Linked DNA regions of Mus musculus: region 2 is linked to region 1. Evidence: chromatin contacts called from public HiCAR-type data. All regions are on one chromosome and are shown on one strand. The core of a region is the stretch at or near the end of the contact, and the rest is flanking DNA. Distances in the headings are between cores, read along the strand shown. Region 1 has its middle 250 kb from the start of Gm29924. Region 2 has its middle 110 kb from the start of Ppargc1a.

The links. HiCAR-type assays count read pairs that join an accessible place to other places.
Region 2: a contact with region 1 is called in a HiCAR-type map of kidney, with 10 times the contacts expected there. The contact joins two enhancer-like sites. A contact is called at or near these places in 2 of 484 Hi-C or Micro-C datasets (the Patski cell line and muscle stem cells) and 1 of 115 datasets of contacts at active chromatin or transcription factors (kidney).

Annotation. Positions count from the first base shown.
Region 1 is chr5:51,038,497-51,042,460 of GRCm38.p6, reverse strand. No RefSeq gene overlaps it. Among named protein-coding and RNA genes, the nearest start is that of Gm29924, 250 kb to the left of the region's middle. Within about 2 kb of position 1,755, at least 30 of the 459 cell types and tissues checked have an H3K27ac peak or open chromatin away from gene starts, as enhancers often do. A contact at or near this core is called in kidney, where this site is marked.
Region 2 is chr5:51,444,796-51,448,759 of GRCm38.p6, reverse strand. No RefSeq gene overlaps it. Among named protein-coding and RNA genes, the nearest start is that of Ppargc1a, 110 kb to the left of the region's middle. Within about 2 kb of position 1,864, at least 11 of the 459 cell types and tissues checked have an H3K27ac peak or open chromatin away from gene starts, as enhancers often do. A contact at or near this core is called in kidney, where this site is marked.

The DNA.
Region 1 (3,964 bases), core at 506-3,005:
AGAGTCTCCTCTTTCATATAGAAGGAGAGTATTATACCTTTGCATGTTATCAAACGTGAATGAATGAATATATGTGGAGACCCCTCCCAAGACTTCAATGTCACTTTCACTGTTTCCAGGGGACAGACAGCAAAAGTCTGTCTGGTATAGCTCACATGCTCAGCAACTCAAAGGTAGTTTGAGTTTTCTCTTTGGCTTTACATCTTGACGATGACTTAGAGATACATTTTTTTCCCCCAAGCGGGTTAATTAGAAAACCTAAGTACTTTACAGGGTAGCTCAGTGCTATTTGCATATGACCATTCCTCTGCCTCCCCACCTTATGACCTTTACCTTCTTGTAGAATTAAAAGAGGTGAGTCTACCCCTTTCTCCAAATAAACCTCTGCCTGGCTAGTTTCTCCAGTTCCACGACTAATGTTGAATGATCATGGGCATGACTCAACAAAGAACCTAGCCATGCCTGCCTCTCTGACTAACTCTTTGTTATCTCCATACATTTTTAGCACTGTGTATTGTTTTATCGTTTCAGTCCCTGACTCCTGGTTCCTTTTCCCTCTGGTTCCCCTTTTGCAGCTCTCTTGACAATGACTGTTATTTTCAGAGCCTCCTAAAAGCTTTGTAAGCACCCATCTGCCTTGGCCACAAGGAGCGCAGTCATCACCTGCCCTTTGAAGCTCATATGGCATGCACTGGGCTGGGTCTGAGTCAGCTCAGAATGGAGAACAGGCCGTGGACAAGTTGCCAAGAGAACTAAGGTCCGGCCTGGCCCTCCTCCTGTCTTCTCATGTGACCTTGTAGGCTGCTCTTAGGTTTGGCCTCCTGGAAATAGCAGACTAATACTGTTTTGAGTCAGGAAGAAATTTTAAGTCATGATTCCCAGGCTGCCTCAGAAAAACATGCCTTGCGTTTTGAAACAATGCAGATTTCCAGGCTCCATCTCAGCTCATATGAGTTCTGGAAATGGCCAATCATTAGGTTACCTCTGCATTCTCCTCAAAATCACAATGTCACAGGGAGCCAGCATTTCTAGGTCTACTCCATTTCTTCTGTCTCGTACAGAAGCACAATCCTTAACACTTTGGGAAAAAAGAAGAACACGTTTGGGAGCCCCGCTTTACTAAATCTCAGGCAGTTATCCAGCTGAGCTTAAACTGGGCTATGTCGCCATACTCTGTTCTAATAGGCACCACAGGGACTCAACTGGCCCGGCCACCCACTAAGCTGTTTCTTCATTGCACTTGTGCTGGTGTTGGCATCTGGACTGCTGGGGACAGCAAGCCTCCCCAGGGGCAGTGCTGGTCTTTGAAATGCCAAGGCAGTGTCCTTGTACATATTGGGGCACAAGCGAGGCAGAGATCTGGATGGCGCCTACTCTGAAATGCCACTGTGGAGCCTGCAAAAGATCCAAGAGTGGATCGGATTCCCAAGACCAAGCTGGCAGCCGTCTGTAGGAAAATCAGATTCCTCTGAGGCCTTAGAGGTCACCAGAGGGCACATGACTGCCCCTGGTCAGAGGCTGCAGGGTAGCTCAGGACAGAGTAAAGGGCAAGTAAGAATCAAGGAGAGAAAAGGTGACAAGAGGAAATCTACTTCGGTTATAATTTTTTTTCAACTTGGCAATCCCGGATGATGTGTGGCTTGGGAAGAAATTCACAGCAACTTTCTATCATTTCAGCCATCATAATCCTGCACCAGACAGCACACACAGCCCTTGTGTAAATGACTCAGCGGTCAGCTCACAAGCTCCTTGCAAAGCAGCAACAAAGACAGGAATGTGTGGGCAAGCACACACACACACACACACACACACACACACCACACATGCTCAGGAACTCGCAGCACACTTGCTTAGCAGAAGCTTAAACTCTCGCTGATCATTAACCTTTTATTAAACTTATGGCCCTTCGGAGTGAGAAGGGTGCCTTAGCCGTGCTTAGACTTTTCAAGAGCCTGGCAGCAGCCTAGAGTAAAATTGGGATGATAAATGAATAAAGGTAACAAAAACTCCAGTGTTCCCAGCTTCGTGTTAAAAGGTAGCTGTGGTAAACACCTCCACAACTGCATACACAGTGGACTGTAGCATAGTAGGAACATTCATTGCAGTTTTCAGTGGAAGGCTCTTGGCCATCATGAGTTTTTAGAGCTCTTAGCTGAAGACAAGTGGACCTAGTAAAATCTTTAAAACATATTAATTCCAACACTGGCACATTAAAAAAGGGTCACTGTTAATAAATAACATAACCAGGATCATGTTCTACTATTGTCAACACCATGAAATTTGTCTGTTCTATGGAAGAGCTTCTCATAGGTAATGAGTCTGAATTACAAATGCCTGTGGTTCTGTGCCTGGCAGTGTGTGTCTGAGCGGCTGGGAAGGCTCTTATGTAGTTGCTGAAGTGTGTAGAAATGTAAACATTGACAGAAACCTATTTGAAGTGCTTGTTTACTACGCCAGTTACATATGTACCTTTTCCAATTGACCTTGCAAATGAAACACTTTGCCACTGAAGGGGAATAGAACGTGCGTAGAAGTCCTCCCAGTGTTTATTTTTACATTGAACATCAACTAGGCCCCAAGGCTAATGCCATTGACCTGTAACACACATAGAGATGGCAAAGCAACTGGTCACTTAGTTGGTCAGTAAGCGGTAAGGCCAGGAGGATCCTTGTCCTCAATGGGACACTGCCATCTGGTGCATGCCCCTAGTGAGACATGTAGAGAACAATAGCCAGAATTACAAGAGAGTGGAGGAGGCGCAGCTGCTTCAGGAAACACAGGGCTCCTGCGGTCTCAACCACAATCTGTAGATGAGGATAGTCAACCAAAGAGATGTTACTATGTAGATGGAAGGAGTTACCTATAGATGTGATGGAGAAACAAAATTCCTCAGTGTCGCTTAAAAGCCAAATATCTGTCATGGATTGTCCATCTCCTTTAAGCTTGAGAGTAACCCACTGAAATGGTCATATAGCAGGGGAAGATGCAGAGGACCAGAGATATATGCCTGGACTCTTTCAGTTAGCAACTGAACTTGCCTCCTAGGTTACTTTTATGCTTGGATAAATATCTGCCTTGAAAGGAGAGATGTTCTTCTCCTTATCCAAGTATGGTTCAAAGTAGGCCTAAACAATTCTTCACAATCAATAACATACTGGAATGGGGAGATGTCTCCAGAGTTGCTCATTCCTAATATCTCATTGTCTAGCAGGATCAGGAGATTCATGTATCACAGTGAGATAGCACTCCTTAAATCAAGCACAAAATTAAGACTAGAGCTAGGCAAATGATATAATCAAACATTTGCAATTTTTCCCTGTTAAAACACAGGAATTCCAGTTCTCTGATGAAGCCAAGGAAAAGAAGCCAATAACCTTTCCAGTTTAAAGCTTAGCAGTTTTTTTGTCATATACTTTTCTTTTTTTTTTTTAATTAGGTATTTTCCTTGTTTACATTTCCAATGCTATCCCAAAAGTCCCCCATACCCACCCCCCAATCCCCTACCCACCCACTCCCCCTTTTTGGCCCTGGCGTTCCCCTGTACTGGGGCATATAAAGTTTGCAAGTCCACAGGGCCTCTTTTTCCAGTGATGGCTGACTAGGCCATCTTTTGATACATATGCAGCTAGAGACAAGAGCTCCGGGGTACTGGTTAGTTCATATTGTTGTTCCACATATAGGGTTGCAGTTCCCTTTAGCTCCTTGGGTACTTTCTCTAGCTCCTCCATTGGGGGCCGTGTGACCCATCCAATAGCTGACTGTGAGCATCCATTTCTGTGTTTGCTAGACCCCGGCATAGTCTCACAAGAGACAGCTATATCTGGGTCCTTACAGCAAAATCTTGCTAGTGTATGCAATGGTGTCAGCGTTTGGAAGCTGATTATGGGATGGATCCCTGGATATGGCAATCATTAGATGGTCCATCCTTTTGTCACAGCTCCAAATTTTGTCATATACTTTTCAT
Region 2 (3,964 bases), core at 615-3,114, 410 kb before region 1:
AAAATGATGCTGTACAGCAATGGGAAGGTGGAGAGTATATCATAATAAACATATATCAGAAGTTGAAAACATCATTTAGTCAGAAAGCATCCCAAACATCTCTAATCTCTAAGTCTTCACAATTGAAGAGTACCAGAAGATGCAGAGTACTGTCACCTCACTACTGTGCTCAGCAATCACTGTGAAGTATAATCTTCCTGCTGGTCCAGTGCCACAAAGAGCAATTCTGTTGAGCAGCAGCTGCATAAGAGAAGATAAAAATGTGAAGTGTAATTTTCAATAAATTTGCATTATTTTCATACCATCCTAATGTAGGAAGCTCATAAAATAATTATCTTAAATCAGAACTATCTCCATGACCAGTGCCTATGAAGACCGAGGCCAGACATCCTCTATGAGAGGAAGGATCTTATGTTGTGAACTTATGGCGCACAGGCTCCATTAGAAGTATTGTACTTGCATGAACCAACATGTGGATTTGCAACATTTCCTAATTAAAGCTTTAAACGGTGTGTGAAGGAGTCTGTGTTATAGCCATTGTTAATCCAATAATTATACTAAAGGAGATTTGGAGGTTTAAGATGCTGTTGCCTTACCACTGAGGAATTAAATAATAATAAAAATATATCATATACCGTAGCTCTCTATAATTTTTAAGCAGATTTAAAAGTTTCTGGATTAAGCTGGGGGTACCGGACAAGCAGTGGACACACCAACAAGCTATCCTTTGAGCAGATATTTCCTCATTTCTGTGGCTACATTGATGAGAACAGATTATTAGGACCACCTTCCTAAGGGTTCTGCAACATGTGTTCTGGGATTTCTTTTGTGCTGACCTGGCCATACTTACACTCTAGGATTACTATGAGAAACAAAGGGCCTCAGCATTCAATACTGCAGCCGGGGCATATTCCAACCAGGGATCAGGCTCCAGGAGAAACAGGTCTTTTAAAATGAAGGCCCAGTAAAGAATAGAAGTCAATCATTGATTTGGAAATCTTTGACCTGAGATTTTTAAAATGTGGGGTTTTCCTAATGGGTAAAGAAGTTTTATTAATTAACCATGAACAGGTAAATGTCAACAGGTAAATAGGAGAGAGCCACATGAAGCTACCACTCAAACTGATGATATTTCAACATTTTACCAACAATCTTTACCATGGTTTTTCTTTTTATTAAATAGTTCTTATTTCATGTGTTTGAGTGTTTTGCCTGCATGTGTGTAAGTATAGAAAATGCACACAGGACCTGAAGCACACCAGCAGAGGACTTCAAATCCCATGGGACAGGCATTACTGTTGTTAGTCACTATGTGGGAGCTGGAAACTGAACCCTGTTCCTTTATAAAAGCAGCAAGTGCTCTTAATTGCTGAGCCATTTCTCCATTCCCAATGCTGTTCCTAAAGCAAGTCACTTTCCTCTTTTGTCTTCTTCATACCTACTCAGTAGCTTCTTTGTATTTTTTTCCACTGACATTTTCATTTTTCCGTGTATCCAAAAGCACAGTACAGAATTACCTGGTGTGCTTTGAATGTTTGCACAGTGTTCTCCCATATCCTTTTGCAATTCTTCAGTTATGCCTTCTAACAAAAATATAATTGGGACAATTGAGCCTTTGATGGAAGATGGAAGGAAACCCTTCTTTCGGGTGTGTGGAGTTGCCTTATAAGCTTGTCGCCCTGTCCCAGCTAATCACTCTTCACTGTACTCTTGACATTCCTCTTTGTTTTACATTTATCAATTTGGCTCACAGTTATAAATGTATTTAAGCAATAGCTGTAAAAATTTTTGACCCTTTGGCCCGTACCTTTGCCTTGTTTATGAATCATTATAAAGTTGTTCCAAGGGAAAAGAAAGCAATAAAATCATAGCAGAAAATAGAAACCAAACCTCAGGTGTGTGTGTGCGCGTGTGCGCGAGCGCGTGAGAGAGAGCGAGCACGTATGCGTTTCTTGTCTTTTCTTTACTCATAGGTTTTTGCTAGACTTCTCAGAGTACCAGTCTCAAACACCTGAGCATGGTCATGCTCTTCCAGGGAGAAGAATTGGAAGGCCCAGCACAAGAAGTTATTTTTCATAATAACCAATTAAACTACTCACCATTGGAGCACATGTTTTCATACTTAAGTTAATTGAACTGTTTCAAAGTAAATATGATTCTAAATTGTTTTAGTATGCCAAAGTACTTCAGGCCTGCAGGTAAAAATGGGGGAGGGGAGGAAGTTACTGAATTGTTTGGAATGTGCAAATAAAGCACGCGGCACTGACAATTAGCTCCATGGTCTGTGTGCACCTTGAAACTGACTGTGGGTGGCTTTCGCCCATCTCTTATGCTGAAATCTACTTTGAAGCTCCTGAACAGTAAGTACTGTGAGACTTACCAAGCACAAGTCAGATTGCAATCAGAAACAGAACTGTGTGCAGCAGGGTTTGTTTTTTGTTTTTGTTTTTGTTTTTTTAAACATTTTTCCAGAAAATAATCTCTGTGTAATTCATTTCATTGGCCAAGTAAAAAAGGAATTATTGAAAAAAAAAAAAAAAAGGTTGAGCTTGGTAAAGGAAGTGCAGTATTTTACTTTGGGGGTGGGAAGTGGGGTGAAACTGGAATCAAAATTGGTTTATAGGTCTGTTTGCTGGGCATCACCCCATGATATGCTGATCCTTTTGATTCTGGCAGCTTTGAACATTATCAATGGATAGCTAATGTTTAAAAGGGATTGACCCTGAGGGGAAAATTTTGACATTCATCCCATTACCTAATACATACACAGACAAAATTCCATTTACAAAGATTGCTACTGCTACAGTTTTTCTGGACTCCTACATAGGCCAGGGAAAAGGATTGAATAGGAAACTGTTTGGAAGACTTTGTTGGGTTGATGAATAATCTTGAGTAATGAGTAACACAGAATTCATGGCAAGTCACATATTCCTCCCCCATCATTCTTCTGATCCCAAAGAAACCCAAGAAGAGGAAGTGTATCCTGAACTGCTTGGTTTTTTAGACTCTATTTGAACAGATAAAGATGCCTGGAGAATTAGGACTGACTTCAGAGCCTGTTTACTGCGAATATAAAAGAGGTGCTCCGAGCCACAGGCGGTTAAACCCTGTGTTGAGACAGTCCAAGTAAGAATAGAGTTGTTGTTGTTGTTGTTGTTTCTGTGATATATATATAGGTGTCAGAAGACACCTGGCCTCACAGAATATTAGAATATGAACCAGAAAGCCCTTAATCAGAACATTGAAATGGCCCCTCAGATGTGGCTAGAAAGGGAGATAATATCAATAGAAGAGTCAGGCAGAGAATGAATTCCAAATAACCATATGAAAGACACTGGTTAGCACAGAGAAAAATTAGACACCTTACCCACTATTGCTGCCATATAACAGGGAGGGTATATGCAGGAAAGTGCTCTATGCAAATGACCTATAAGGACTCAATCTGCTAAGCACAGAATAATTGAGCTTCTGACTTTTCTTCAGCTGTGGTCCAGTTGCTGTCTTAATAAACAGTCTTTGATTCTACCATGTATTGCTGTCCAGTTTCTTGCTCCAAGACATAAGCACTAAGAAATACCAGGTGGTGCCCACCAGACTCCCATGTCTACCAAACCACTTCCTGTATAGTTGAGAGTGTGCCATCAACTTCATACACAAGATTGCATTTAAGTAGGTTCCTTAAACTTTTTCTGGACATGGTCTTTGAATACCTTGCCAATTATCTAAGGAGCAATTTTATTCACTGCTACCTCCAAGGAATACCTAACCAAGTATAAAGATATATACAATATTTGACAAATGAAAAAAGTCCTATTATATTGCAGACACTGACTCCATCATGAATGTGACAAACATAGGTTCACAAGCTACCCTGTCCTCAGGCAAGTTGAGATTCAATGAGTGTACCCCCATGACTTGGGTGAGGAACTAGGAAATATTCCAAGGTATCTAGAAAGACTTGCCT